3 separate regions of the Zea mays genome follow, and regions 2 and 3 are each linked to region 1. The links are chromatin contacts, called in public Hi-C maps. All regions are on one chromosome and are shown on one strand. The core of a region is the stretch at or near the end of the contact, and the rest is flanking DNA. Distances in the headings are between cores, read along the strand shown.

Evidence for each region. Hi-C and Micro-C count contacts between places; a contact is called where the count stands out from the background.
Region 2: a contact with region 1 is called in a Hi-C map of an unstated tissue, with 3 times the contacts expected there. The contact joins the promoter of LOC103633569 here to the promoter of LOC100502362 in region 1. A contact is called at or near these places in 8 of 25 Hi-C or Micro-C datasets (bundle sheath, ear, leaf and 2 more).
Region 3: a contact with region 1 is called in a Hi-C map of leaf, with 2.1 times the contacts expected there. The contact joins the promoter of LOC100193939 here to the promoter of LOC100502362 in region 1. A contact is called at or near these places in 11 of 25 Hi-C or Micro-C datasets (bundle sheath, ear, endosperm and 3 more) and 1 of 3 datasets of contacts at active chromatin or transcription factors (leaf).

What each region holds. Positions count from the first base shown.
Region 1 is chr7:182,298,583-182,303,514 of Zm-B73-REFERENCE-NAM-5.0, reverse strand. It overlaps LOC100502362 (eukaryotic translation initiation factor 2 beta subunit), which reads left to right and starts at 2,958. Exons shown (of 9, transcript NM_001196840.1): 1 at 2,958-2,995; 2 at 3,065-3,161; 3 at 3,371-3,532; 4 at 3,680-3,731; 5 at 3,807-3,904; 6 at 4,242-4,387; 7 at 4,510-4,652; 8 at 4,814-4,899. The coding sequence starts at 3,117. LOC100383618 (putative leucine-rich repeat receptor-like protein kinase family protein) reads left to right here. Exons shown (of 3, transcript NM_001176266.1): 2 at 1-1,063; 3 at 1,502-2,220. The coding sequence ends at 2,133.
Region 2 is chr7:182,473,847-182,478,778 of Zm-B73-REFERENCE-NAM-5.0, reverse strand. It overlaps LOC103633569, which reads right to left and starts at 2,963. Exons shown (of 11, transcript XR_004851629.1): 1 at 2,568-2,963; 2 at 2,282-2,313; 3 at 2,047-2,121; 4 at 1,475-1,664; 5 at 561-622; 6 at 1-72. It overlaps LOC103633568, which reads right to left. Exons shown (of 20, transcript NM_001348048.1): 17 at 4,701-4,932; 18 at 4,420-4,626; 19 at 3,900-4,229; 20 at 3,368-3,702. The coding sequence ends at 3,577.
Region 3 is chr7:182,447,198-182,452,129 of Zm-B73-REFERENCE-NAM-5.0, reverse strand. LOC100193939 reads right to left here and starts at 2,093. Exons shown (of 12, transcript NM_001359354.1): 1 at 1,722-2,093; 2 at 1,462-1,575; 3 at 692-1,045; 4 at 1-180. The coding sequence starts at 1,960.

The DNA of each region.
Region 1 (4,932 bases), core at 1,709-4,208:
CAAGTTTTTGAATTGAGGGTACCGGCTGCTGGTCTTATCGGAGTAATTTCTCCAAACACTCTTGGCAAGCTTTATTCTCTTCAAGTACTGAGCCTGCGGTCTAATCGATTGACCGGAAGTCTTCCAGCTGATGTGGCCTCCCTTCCGTCTTTACGTTCCATATACCTACAGCACAATGAACTTTCAGGAGGGTTGCCTTCTTCCTTCAGTCCTAACCTCAGTGTAATAGATTTCTCCTACAATTCCTTCACAGGAGAAGTACCTGCAAGTTTACAAAACCTCACTCAGTTAACCGTTCTTAATTTGCAAGATAACTCTTTCTCTGGATCCATCCCTGACCTCAAGCTTCACAGTCTGAAACTATTAAATCTGAGCAACAATGAACTGAAAGGCTCAATTCCTCGATCTCTCCAGAAATTTCCAAAGGGTTCATTTTCAAGGAATCCTGGACTGTGTGGGCTACCTCTAGCTGAATGCTCACATCCTTCACCAGCACGCTCACCTGAATCATCTCCATCGCCTCAATCTCCACCTTTGACACATCATGATAAGAAACTAGGCACGGGTTTCATAGTTGCAGTTGCTGTTGGTGGGTTTGCATTGCTGACGCTAATCGTGGTTGTGTGCTTTTCAAAGAGGAAAGGCAAGGACGAGATTGATGTGGAATCCAAAGGAAAGGGTACTGCCACCAGGAGCGAGAAGCCGAAGCAAGAATTCAGTAGCGGCGGCCAAATTGCTGAGAAGAATAAGTTGGTGTTCTTGGAGGGTTGCACCTATAGCTTTGACCTGGAGGATCTACTGAGGGCTTCTGCAGAAGTCCTTGGCAAGGGTAGTTATGGAACTGCTTACAAAGCTGTACTCGAAGATGGTACTGTCGTGGTAGTGAAGAGATTAAAAGATGTTGTGGCAGGGAAAAGAGAGTTTGAGCAGCAGATGGAGCTCATCGAGAGGTTGGGCAAACATGCAAACCTACTCCCACTACGCGCCTACTACTATTCCAAAGACGAGAAGCTCATCGTCTATGATTATATTGACACTGGAAGTGTTTCGGCCATGTTGCATGGTATGATTTTTCACTGCTACAGACATATTGCTGATGTGATATTTTTCAAAATCATTACTGATGTGATTGATCGATACCCATTTTTACTAACAACAGGCCAGCATTCCTAAAGTGCCAGCTTGAATCACGTAGCTTGCTGTATCTCTGCCATTTTATTATGTTTCTCTCAGTTTAACATCAATTTTTTTTTCCAAAAACACAGGAGAGCTGCGTATGTCACTGACTAGATATTAGTTGCTTCTTTTCTTCAATATGGTTGGGAAGAAAACTCACCTTCATATGTATATCTTCTACTTGCTGCGGAAGGCTGAAGCTGCACTTGCATTGCTTTAACATAGCTTGACACGCTCATTCTACAGAGTGCAACTTGTGCTAGATAACTGAGATATCCATTTGTTTTGTTAATGAGTGTTTCTTGCTGGATTGCTTGATCAACAGGTATCCGGGGCGTTACCGCGAAGACACCGTTAGATTGGAACTCCAGAATGAAGATCATCCTTGGAACAGCATATGGAATTGCACATATACATTCAGAAGGGGGCGCGAAGCTCACCCATGGCAATGTCAAGTCAACCAACGTACTCGTAGACCAAGATCACAATCCTTCCGTCTCGGACTATGGCCTCAGCGCTCTGACGAGTGTGCCGGTCAACGCATCTCGCGTCGTGGTCGGCTACCGTGCTCCAGAGATAGTCGAGAACCGCAAGATCACCCAGAAGTCCGACGTCTACAGCTTCGGCGTCCTCCTCATGGAGATGCTCACAGGGAAGGCCCCGCTCCAGACGCAGGGGAACGACGACGTCGTCGACCTGCCGAGATGGGTGCACTCGGTGGTCCGGGAGGAGTGGACGGCCGAGGTGTTTGACGTGGAGCTGATGAAGCACCAGAACATCGAGGAGGAGCTGGTACAGATGCTGCAGATAGCCATGGTGTGCACTGCCAAGTCGCCAGACCGGCGCCCGACGATGGAGGAGGTGATCAGGATGATTGAGGGGCTCCGCCAGTCCACCTCGGAGAGCCGCGCGTCTTCTGATGAGAAATCCAAGGAGTCGAACCCTCCATCGGTGTAAATCCTGCGCAGCTCCCTTCGTCCGCTTGATCGGTTGTTGTTGCCAGTTGCACCTCATTTGATTTGTTAGCTAATTTATTTATGATTGAGTTTCTTGTAAACCGTGGTTAGCATCTGCTGCATTTAGCCTCAGATAGAAAGAACTGAGCTTTCTTATTGATAGTCTGAAACTCTGTTTCATGGCGAGCGTAGAATTCTTCCGCTGGAAAATTGAAATTGTTAGCCTGCTCGATTGCAAATCCTTTTTATACAGTTGCATCTATCAGACCATTTGACAACGATCACCCCAACAAACTCCTTGATTGGCACAAGCATACAGTTGGCAACATATATTGAACAAGCCAATAATAGGAAGAAACTGGATCGTTGCCGTCACCGCCGCTGCAGGGCGGAGCAATCAGCCCGCTGCTGCCGTCGAATGCGCCCTCGAACAATTCAGAGTCTTGCCGTGCCGGTGCTGGAAAGGAACGGTTTCGAGGGGCAGCAGAAATTTGGAAACGACGACGGTCGACGGCGTTATGCGGAAGGCAATTCCAACTTTTTTTAAGCAAGTTTTCCGAGAACGATATACTACGTCCGATCTAAATCAACGGCTCAGGATGACGCTGGGAGATACGTTTTCTGTAAAACCCTCCAAATAGTATCATATTCCAAGTTCAGCACCATGAGGTTGCCCGATAACCCGTCCGATCAAGATCAGGCGGCTGAGATCGAGGCGATCCGCGGTAGACGTTTTTCCGTTGCATTACCGAGACGATCTCCGAGGAGTATATAGAAATGGAAAAGATAAGGCGAACGATGTCCACCTAGAAACCCTAGTTCGAACGCGCCGCCGTCACCGTCGTCGCTCGCGCTCTCCGCCCGTGAGTCTCGCGTCGATCCAGTGGAACCAGCGCCCCGCTCTGGATCTAACCGGCTTCGTGCCGTCGCAGGGATCGGAGCGAGAGTAGGGGCGTGTCGGCGGTGAAAGCGACTGCGTCAGCCATGGCGGACGAGGAGCATTCGGAGAGGAGAGAGGAGGCCTCCGAGGTGAGATGGCTCTTCCTCCTTCGTTGCGCTGATCGCTGATCGAGACGGGGTGTTCGTGTTCGTTGTACTTCTAGTTTTATTGCTGTTCGGTTGCTTGGCCTGATTTGATGCGGTTCCAGCTAAGGTTGAGCTTGCAAGTTGTGAGTTGGATTTGAGGTTCTGTTCCACCACATGGTTTATGTATCTATATTTTTTTTCTTCCCCTACAGCTTGCCCCCTTCGACCCGACCAAGAAGAAGAAAAAGAAGAAGGTTGTCATCCAAGAACCTTCTGATGAAGTGGACAAGCTTGCAGAGAAGACAGAAACACTGGCAGTCGCAGAACCCGCTGAACTTAACTTCACTGGAATGAAGAAGAAAAAGAAGAAGCCGGTACATCAGATACACTCATTTGGAGCTAGACTGGACAACGTTTAAGAATCATAAAATGGATCGAGGCTTTACATTTAGGCAGTATGCAAGTTTAAGAAACATGCAGTGAATTAAGGCTTTACATTGGTTCATTTCGCAAAATTTCAGGTGGATCTTGATTCAACTCTTGATGAGCTTGGAGATGGGGAGGACACTCAAGGTGCATTTCGTTTGCTCTGAATTTAATCCTTGCTCTTGTGAGTACTTTTGCAATATCTGACTCCCTGCTTTTCAGATGATCAAGCTGTAGAGGAACAAGGGGAAGGCATTGTGCTGGGAAGTGTCCCTACATACCCTTGGGAGGGAACTGATCGGGATTATAAATATGAAGAGGTGCTTAAATATTTTTCTGCCAATTATTTTGTCCATGTAAACATGGATCCCCGTGCATTGGTTGTTAGTAAACATGTGACTATTTTGTGCCCTTCTGGCTGATATGTGATTGTCACAATTGTAAACATGGATCCCCGTGCATTTTCGTGGTTCTAATGTTATATGACATTACAGCCACATTTTGTTGTTATGACTTGCATGGTATCTACATCTGTTTCTTTGTGAGCATTCAGATATGCAGCATTCTTTATCATTAATTTTGGTTACTTCTTCAGCAGTGGATCTTCAATATGTGTTACCTTTTTGTGAAATTTGACCTTGACCTTTTCTGTTCCAGCTGCTGGACAGGGTGTTCAACATTCTACGTGAGAACAACCCAGATCTTGCTGGGGATAGGCGTAGGACCGTTATGAGGCCACCACAAGTTCTTAGGGAGGGAACAAAGAAGACAGTTTTTGTTAACTTTATGGATTTGTGTAAAACGTAAGTTTCAACATAATTGTGGCAGCATATTTTTTACTGATACTCCCTCGCCTCCTTAAATTGTCTCTGCTGCTTCGTTGATAAAATTACAAAAAAAAATAACTTTTAATTTGTATCTCCAGGATGCATAGGCAACCTGAGCATGTGATGATGTTTTTACTTGCTGAAATGGGAACAAGCGGGTCACTTGATGGGCAGCAAAGGTTGGTGATCAAAGGAAGATTTGCCCCCAAAAACTTTGAAGCAATCCTGAGGAGATACATCAGTAAGTTATCCAATTTGATCGCGTTGATACTTGTAGTATGCTTTTTTTTTTTTGAACAGATGATGTTATAAGCTACTTGCTGTTTGCTGATATGATTGAATAAATATGATGGTTGTTTATTGTTTTTCTCCCTGCTATCTGAAAGTTGACTCATTTCTCAGATGAGTACGTCATCTGCAATGGATGCAAGAGCCCTGATACCATTCTGTCCAAGGAAAATCGTCTGTTCTTCCTTCGCTGCGAACAGGTAAATGTCTGCAGTTTTGGTGTGATGTATTTC
Region 2 (4,932 bases), core at 1,714-4,213, 180 kb before region 1:
ACTCCCAAATTCAAGTTGACAAGACTTTGACTTTTCCACTTCATCAGCCTTTTCACCTTCTTGGCTAGTATCCTGAAACGACAGGTTGCATTTTGGCGAATATCAGCACAACTCAGGCTGATGCAAAAAAAAAGGGTGGAACTAGAAAGAACACTGGTAGATGCTTTGAAGAAAAATGTACAGGGATGCACTATATTCTACTCAAAAATGTCATGACACAAGCTTAGCTTTTACATTATTGGATTAGTTATGATGATGGGAAAATATTCAAAATTTGTATCATTTAACCTATGATCTTAGGCGTTTAAGCTGAACAGAATTAATATATGACCAGTTTAGTCTTTGTATTTCTTTTGTGTTACATGAAAAGTTTGGTAGTGAAAGGTGTCTTTTTTTCTCATGTAGGAGAGCTGTGTATCTTTATATTAAAGAGAGAGAAAGAAGGGACCCTTACAACACAACAGCAACGAAAGATGCCTTAAAATAAGAAAAATGTGAGATGACATGAAATAGCAGCTCTGAAACAACAAAGTACAACTTTGAAAGCTAAAGATCCATACTCTTGCGACTTTAGTTGAATCTGAAACAGCATCTGATGGTTCAACTTTTGGTGCTGGGGAAACTGTGTATGTTACAAATTATTGAGTCAGATGTACGGAAAAGCAAAATAACTACAATCATCAGACAGCGCCCAAACAAAAAAATGAATAGGACCAGCCACCACTAAATAGCTTTGACCAAGTACCACTAGTGATAAAGACAACTTTATGATAGTTAACATAAACCAAGCGGCTTGTCTGTCTGCACTCAAGCGATAATTGGGTAGAAATAGGTGGTGGTAGGTTCTAAAGTAAATCTTGTGAATGATAGGGAGCCAAGACGAAGGAAATGAAAAAAAATGAGAACTAAAAAATAAAATTTAATTCAACGTCAAAAGGTGAAGGATTGAAGAGCCATGAACATCAGGAAAAAATATTGCAAAGCTAAAACTAGGGATCGTTTGCCGTAAAAGTGACATTGTTTATGACCGTTTCTAACCATTACCGTATTTTTTTTATTTTTTATTTCTACTTTCAATAAACTTTTGGTTTCTATTTCCTTTCAGCAATCAGCGCCATATTGATGTCACCGCCAAATAGTTAAAAATTGAAAATATGGTGAGTCCCTGACTGACAGGGAATCATTTTCGTTTAGAAAACACTGTTACCGATCTTTTCGATCATTCGTCCCTAGCTGATACGATGTCCGCATATAATTTTCACTGTGGTACAATTGAGGCCTGATACAACCCCAACGACCTTACCATAGCTTAAAATATAAACAATGTTTTAGCATTAGGTTGTCTCTAGCAGCATACACATCCTATCCCTCATTTTATCTTCTATTTCAAACTTCACACTGTAAACAGTGCAGTCTATAGTGCAAAACCGTATTTTGTACGACTATATGCGGGTGCTGTACCGCTACAACATACCTTTTGGTTTAGCACCATCACTTGTGGAGTGGCTACCAATTTGCTTATACTGATGAACGACACCTGCACTGCCTTTGGAGATGGTCTTCTCCGGTGTTTGTTGACGAATGACTTTGGAGATGTTCTTATCCGGTGTTTGTTGATGAATGACTCCTGCACTACTACCGGGGACCTTCTTCTCCAGCGCATCCTGAGAGAGATGCGACTGTCACGGACTGCAGAAGCAATTTTCAGCGATATATTCACTTGTACTTGATGCACCCGAAATGAAAAAAAAAGTGAACCAATCCTTGTAACATATACATACGAAACAATTGTCCCTACATCACTAACAGGTGAGGAGGCAACCCACAGAGCATTGCCTCTAATTGCAGAACGCGTAGGCGTTAGACAAGTTTCAAACGTGTGGATCGGTGCTAAATAGGAGATAACTAACAGACAACATTTCGGTGCCACCCCCCCCCCCCCCCCCCCCCCCCAAAAAAAAAAGAAAAAGAAGAAGAAGACTCCAATCCAAACAAAAACAATATTACAAAGAACACAATCGCTTTCGAGAGTAACAGCCAACAGACCTGTCGCGTGTCAGCGCCACTACCACTCGGACGTCTCTTCTCCGCCACGTGATCCAACAAAGGCAGAACGACCTCCTGAATCCAACACGGTGAAGAAAACACGGGGGTGCAAAAAAAAAAGTAGCGGAAATCAGTGAGCCGTCGTCCCCGCTCGCACATGGTGCCGTCCAAATCAATCAGCGTCAAACAACGGCTGAGGGAAAAATAGAGGGTTCGAAACAGGCGACGGGGGTACCTGTCGGTGCCGCTCCTCCGTCGTCACGTATCCTGCATCGCCCACACCAATCAGAAAGTATAAGACAACAGAAGCCAGTCCCGAAAAGGCGAGAAGCGGGCGGCTGGTTAATCAGCACGGGCGCGCGGTAACCGGACAGGCGGGCAACCGCTGGAGAGAACTAGAGCCCCAGATCCAGACGGCGGAGACGCGGTGATCCGAGCGCGGCGGGCCCCGCGCTCCCAACCCAATGCGCAATGAGAGGAAGCGAACGGGGAAGGGTAGGCGTAGCGTAGGGTAGACGTACCGGAGGGGGCGCGGTCGAAGAGGAAGGCCAAGGGCACGAGCAGGGAGCAGAGGACGAGCGCCAGCACCGCCACGCGAGGGCCTCTCCGCCTCTTGAGCGCCGGCAGTAGCAGCGGCTGCGCCTTCATCGCGTCCTCCTACTCCTCGGGTTCCCGGCGGCCGCGGCCCCTCCGCTGATCATCTCACTCGCTCACACACTCACTGCGGGGCGGCTACTACGGGAGTGACTGACGGCGCTTGCCGTTGCCGTTGCCGTTGCCGCGTTGGAGGCGGTTGCTTTGATCGGCGACGGGGCACTGGCGCAGTGCGGTGCCGCCGAGTGAACAGTGAAGTGAGCCGTGAGAGAGACAGCCAATGGGTTCGCTTGGTGGTGCGGTGCGGCCGTGCGGGCGTGCCCGAGCCGAGTACGTGTCCCTTTTTGTTAAGACAACTGGTTCACCTGCTCTCCAATGGCCGAGTACGGTTTCTCGTGTTTCCCACTTGCAAGGCATCACGTGATTTCGCTAGACCGTAATAATCATAAAATATCATCGGAGCAAAGAAAATGTATGGTAAGAGTGGTGGTTGATATCTGTGGCGGAAGTTTTTACCATGGAATGTTTCCTCCGAAATTCTTACGAATTGTTAAGGCATTCTATAGGAATTCTGTGTGGTTCTAAAACCTTTGATAATTTGCTCCAAATGGACACGTAGGAAAATTGCAATAGGAGTCAAACCTGATCTTAAGCTGTTGAACGAGTAGGGTGAACGCATCAAAACCCAACGAAAATACGCGGGGTCAATTAGTCCAAGATACTCATATGCGAGATGACAGAAAGGATCCCAGCTCCAAACACACACGTTCGTACATCTGCTAGTTCTGCCCAATCCCCAAAATGAGCACATGCACACCAGCCAACAACCTTGCTACCATAGTCCAAAGTCAGTAAGTCACCCACCATCGTATAGATATATATATATACACACACAGCTGAGGCATATCCCCTTCCCAGACTACGCGGGCAAGTTTGTCACAGGACCATGTAGTTCCCGTTTTTCTTGTAAATTGTGAATTCAGATTCAAGGCCCTCCAATATCTCCAGGACCGATTCTCTCTTGGATCCCTTGAAGTGCTTGGCAACATCCTCCAGCGATACCTGAAATAATATGCCATTCGTCAGAACAGGAACGGCATGGATTTCGGAAGCAGGTCCTGACGTTTTAAGTCAGAGTGTGGGACACTGAAATGTTCGGCCCCACGCACACGAGTCCACATATCTCTAGACCAAGTCACTCAGCATCAGAGGTTTTCGATCAAGCTTGGGGGGAAAATGAAATGGTTTAGTACGTTTACCCCATTGCAGCTCGCAACCAGATCTAGCACAGAATCTACAGTAGCAGTCGCCGTGCCAGTTAACTCAGCTCCATGCTCGTATGTCCTTTGCAGTTTTGTTGCTGGCTCCTCAGCACAAACAGTTTGACCTCTCTTTGCTGAAGGGTTTGCATCACTGGCCTCTGCCGCTGCTGGGACACCATTTCCGCCTGCTTCACTTGCATGGCAGGAAGATATTGGTGACTCTGCTATTCTACTAGAGACACCGTCAGCGGTACCGTTACCAAAGACTTGCTCTGACAATCCACACCCCTCAATAGTCAGGAATGTCTTGATCATGTCATAAGTTACCTGTAATTTTCCCTAAGTAAATTAGGCATTCATGACTGCTTTGGATGAACATAAAATGAAATGTGGGTTGCTGCTTGATGAGAGTGGCTGTTATGTTTTTCAGAAGCAATACTAAGTTTTTTTTTTGCAGGGAAAAGCGACACTGTTTAATCAGAAATAGAAATGGGGTGGTTAGGCAGAGGGAGAGTACATTCTCTGGGAGCTCCTCTTTGATTGGCTTCATTTTCTCACGTGATCCAACCTTTGAGATTGCAAGACGAATTGCGGTGGCTATATCAGGTGTCAGCCCTACTTCCCTGCAAAACCTACTCCAGTCCATCTCACATCCTTCTCGAGCAGCATCAAGAATGTACGCAATAACTGTTTGCTCTTTTATTGGCACTGCTCTGCGGAAATACTAGAATACACAATCATATCAAGCTGTGAACTTGAGTATCATGTCAGCAGAAAACGAAAACTGTGGTAACTTACAGCAATTTTCAGGAATGAGTACTCCTGCTTATGCCACAATTCCCATGCAGTCAGCTTTGCATCACCCAAGATCCCAGGAAGATTGTTTTGTACAGGTTTTGGTATACCAGCAATATTTTCTGCAGCTGGATTTGTTGGTGGTGGTGGTGGAAATGGTGAATTATCCAACGGGAGGTTTAACTCCTTCGACAATTCCGCAATATTTTGGATGAAAATGTTACTGAAACGTGAA
Region 3 (4,932 bases), core at 844-3,343, 150 kb before region 1:
ATATTACCAAGAACACCAAGAATGTGTTTGTTATTCGGTTGATAGTCTGTTTTGCAAACTCTCCAGAAATTTATTAACAATTCATTAATTTTGTGTCCAGAAGGCAGTAGAGTCTCCAAGGACACCTTCTGTGCTTCAATAGAACTCAACCTCTGGCGTAGAGAACTGAACCTTTCAGGCCTAACCTAGAAAAAAATCCTTGTTAGCACAATTGTAATGCTGATAATTAGCAACAGAGAAATTACAAAACGAGCAAGGAAGTACGTCTTGAAAGTTTTACTGCAAGGTCGTGGCAATAAGGATGGAAGATTTAGGTAACAAAACCTACTAGTAAATTATTGATAGCTACCAGTTAAGTTGATTGCTATTCACATAACTTTTTGGAAATAGAAAAGGAGTAAATCTTAATCTATCAGGGAAAAAGTTATCAAAATATCTTTCCTTTGAACAATATATTACAGTACAAAATTTTCTGCTTAAGCCTATTACTGTGTATATATATGGCAGAAAAGCGGTAAAGAATATTTTTTTCATTGAATGGTACCCAACATGTTTCCAAAGTGCGATGCTGAGTGCATGACAACAAGGGAACGACTTTCACCCTTAGTTGTAACTGGTAGAAGTTAAATTTATTATCTATCCATAGGGTAATACATAGACAAACTCATGAAAAGGGTATGAGAAAACATACATGTTCAGGAATATCAAGCGCAGAAATGATTGAATCTTTCTATCAGCAGTCATCATATGCAACACGTCCAAAGCGATGAGAGTGTTCTTCCGACGTAACTGTTCGCGATGCTCATTTTGGTTCTCAGTAGATCCCATTTTAACGTCTAAGTCCATAGGCTGTGGCCCATCGATGGCATTGACACTCTCTTGCCCCTCTACCATCGCAGATGGAAAGCCACAATCCTCAAATATACTATCAATCAGTTTACTGACAACAGCCAACACAAACATAATGACAACATGTCCAAACTCTGTTCCAGAAAATCCATAAACCTTTGATAGTTGCAAAGCTTCAGCAATGGACTTCCCTATCCTGGGAAGTACAGTAGTCACTTATGAACAACTTCTAAAGTGTACTGCAGTTTACCGGTGATTAATATGCTATGGCTACACTAAAAAGGTGAAATCAGGAAACTTGGAGAGGAAAAACGGCAACAAAAAAAAGTTCAGGAACGACCCATATCATAGAGTGTCGCCATTAAATCCCAATCTTAAACATGTAAATTAGAGAGAGAGTACGGAATATTGGAATTGAGTGGTGCAATTCAAGGTTCAAACGTTCAGCTTGCAGGGAATGCTTCTACCTTCGAACTATGACACGAAATCTATACAATGTTGTGCACAATACATATTTCGAACGACGGATTATATCTAAACAGTAGGAAAATGTTCACACAGGACACCAGATGTTATGACTAAATCACACCTAGTGGTAGCACAAGACCTTACTTGTCACGATTAGGCCCAGCCTCCATCGACAGTAAGGACGACGTGACATGACACTTGAGGAGTTCCAGGTACAGGCGGTACGCCTCAGGCTGCGCTCGCCGCTGCGGCAGCACCCTGTGTGACAAAACCACCGCGAGATGAGAAATTCACACCCCCACAGAGAAGTGAGCGGAGAGCACACAGACGGGCACCAATTTCAGCACGCCCCCACCCCCTCCGGCGGTGGGGTGGGGGCGGGGGACGAGCGCTGGCGCACGCACCTAGGGGTGAGGAGTGCGAGAACGTGGAGCGGGCAGAGGAGGCGGGACACGACGGCCTGGCCCAGGAGCTTCCAGAGCGAGGGCGAGTTGTGCGCGAAGCATAGGTTGGAGACGAGGATCCTGGCAAGGTCGGCGCTGGAGAGGGTCCCCGCGCCCTCCACGGCGACGATGCGGGATAGCTCCACCACCTGCAGAAGCGGCGGGTCCCCGCGCGCCTCCGACGCCTTCACCGCCGCCATCACCCGCCGCTCCAGGTCGGCGGGCACCAGACCCGCTGCATCCACCGCGGTCGCCACGGTGGCGTCCTCGCCGAGGGTTTGGGTTTGGATTTTGCGTGCGGGCGCCTCTAGTTTTCTTTCTTTCTCTTTGTTTGTCCCGTTTGTCTGGCCTGCAACGGCTGGGTTCGTGTGAAAAATGAGAGGGGGGAGGGGACAGTGCGAGAGAGATCTGGACCGTTGGATCCCTCCCGTCGCCTTCGGTCGCGATCGTGGGAGACCGGTTGACTTTGGGCTGATGGGCGGCACTCACTTAGAGGTGGGCCCCGCATCACACGATGAACTCTACAAGGTCATGGGCCTGTTTGTTTCGGCTTCTGGCAGCTTCTGGCCACCAAAAGCTGCTGCGGACTGCCAAACGCTCAACTTTTTAGCCAGCTTCTATAAAATTCGTTGGGACAAAAATCATCCAAAATCAACATAAACACATAATCGGTTGAGTCGTTGTAATAGTAGGAATCCGTCACTTTCTAGATCCTGAGCCCTATGAACAACTTTATCTTACTCCACACGTAATCGTAATGATACTCAGATTCTCCCCACAGCCAGATTCTCCACACAGCCAGATTTTCAGAAAAGCTGATCAGAAAAAAGCTGAACCAAACAGGCCCCATGTTGGTTTCAACCCAATCCATATAGATTGAGGTCTTGTTTGAGTATTTTAGTATTCATCCTAATCCACATATGTTGACGTGGATTAGAGTAAATACTAGAGTACTCAAATAAGGTCTAAAGGGGATTGAGTGGGTTTAATCTCTAATAAGTTAAAATCTCTTTCAGTTCATATCAATCCTCACCAATCCATATAGATTGAAAATAACCAAACAAACTCTAATATGAAATAAGGGTATTTATGATTGTACCTCTCTCTGACCTTACAATTGTGATTCTATTCCTTGCTTTTCAACTTTGTGATTTTACCTCTCTGTTTTGGAAACAAAACTCTGTCATATCTTTGTGTCGTTACGTTAGTTGTTAGTTGACAGTGTTAAATTTGATTTGAAAAGACAAAAAAATGTCATGTAATTTATTGTGATTTTACCATGCTGGGTTGTGCCATGCAGAATAGAAAGAGGGTAGTACATATCTTTCACATAGTTGAATAATGAAGGATAAAATCATAATTACAAGACCAATGAAAGATATAGTCATCCCTATAAAAATATGGCCAATCACGAATATGTCACTAAACTTTATAAAATTAGATAGCTCATTTATTTATATATCATGGAGTGGCATATAAATGAAATAGCTATATATTTTTATAAAAGTTTAGTGACATATTTATAGTTAATCGTATGAAATATGACTCTGTAGGCTGTCGTCTCGATCCTAATGTTGTGTCCAACGGGTCTCGTATATGGTCGTGCAAAATGTTGTTTTGCATTACAAATTATATTATTGATATGGTGGACTTTGAAATAGGATATGGGTTGTGTAAGGTTATTGAAGTTGGCCTAAAAATAGTATTGACGGGAAAAGATCCTCGAACCCCTCGGGCCCACTAGCAGAAGAAGGACAAGGCAAAGGTTCGCCCCGGAAGGACCCGCTCCCGATTAGTCCTGAGACACCGAGCCCGAGGTCGGGCGAGGCAGAGCCAAAAGGATGGTCGAGCGGGTCGAGATGAAGCCACTCGAGTGGATTCCATGCCTGACCCAATACTGATCCGTCGTAAGTGACCGGCCCCATTACCTACACCTCACACCGAGCCACAAAGGAAAAGTCAGTCCACCTTCCACTCATGACCTATGGGCCCTAGGTCTGTGGCCCACTCATGACCTATCGAGCCTAGGCCTAAGTGCACTGGCCACCTACAGGACCCACAACACGATGAGTCGCGTCGAGAACCAGGCTACAACGGCCAGGGGTTGGCGTGGCACAGAGACAGTAACGATGGTGTCGGAGTTCTTCACCATCCACTCCACCCGCCAGAGAGAGCATGTCACACACGGTTCCAGGGGGTAGAACCGAGCGCATACCATATGTGTGTCAGGATCTATTTCCACACATATGTTGACGTCACAAGTGTAGTATATCAAAAGACAATGCAATAAAGGCGTAAAGAGAGTATAAAACTTTATTACATCATCTGAAACATTGTGTCTTAAACCAGTATCATATCAAAGTAAAGCAGAAATAAACAAATGGGCAATCTTCCACAGGAAGTTGACCGGCGCATCGTTAGACTTAGAATTCCTCGTCGATAAATTCTCCATCAAAGTCTCCAGCATCACCCTCTGATCAAAATATTAGCAAGGGTGAGCTCACTTATGGTCGGGGCTCAGCAAGTGGGGGAAAAATTAATGCAGGTATAACTGAGAGCACCTAGAGGGGGGAGGGTGAATAGGTGATCCTATAAAAACTCAACTTATAGCCACGAAAACTTGTTAGAGGTTAGCACAATAATTGCCAAGTGGCTAAAGAGAAGATCTTGCACAATACGACAATCACAGAGAATTCAACACAGAGGAGACACGGTGATTTATCCCGTGGTTCGGCCAAGTACAAAACTTGCCTACTCCACGTTGTGGCGTCCCAACGGACGAGGGTTGCAATCAACCCCTCTCAAGCGGTCCAAAGACCCACTTGAATACCACAGAATTTTGCCTTGCTTATCTTTATCCCACTTGCGAGGAATCTCCACAAATTGGAGTCTCTCGCCCTTACACTTAAGATTCACAAAGAAGCACGGAGTAAGGGAGGGAAGCAACACACACAAATCCACAGTGAAACGCGCACACACACAGCCAAGATTCGAGCTCAAAGACTATCTCACAGTTTCTCACAAGAACAGAGCTCGAATCACTTAGAATCACAAACGGATGCGCAAAGATTGAGTGTGGATGATCAAGAATGCTCAAGAGTTGCTGGGGTGGCTCCTCCATGCGCCTAGGGGTCCCTTTTATAGCCCCAAGGCAGCTAGGAGCCGTTGAGAG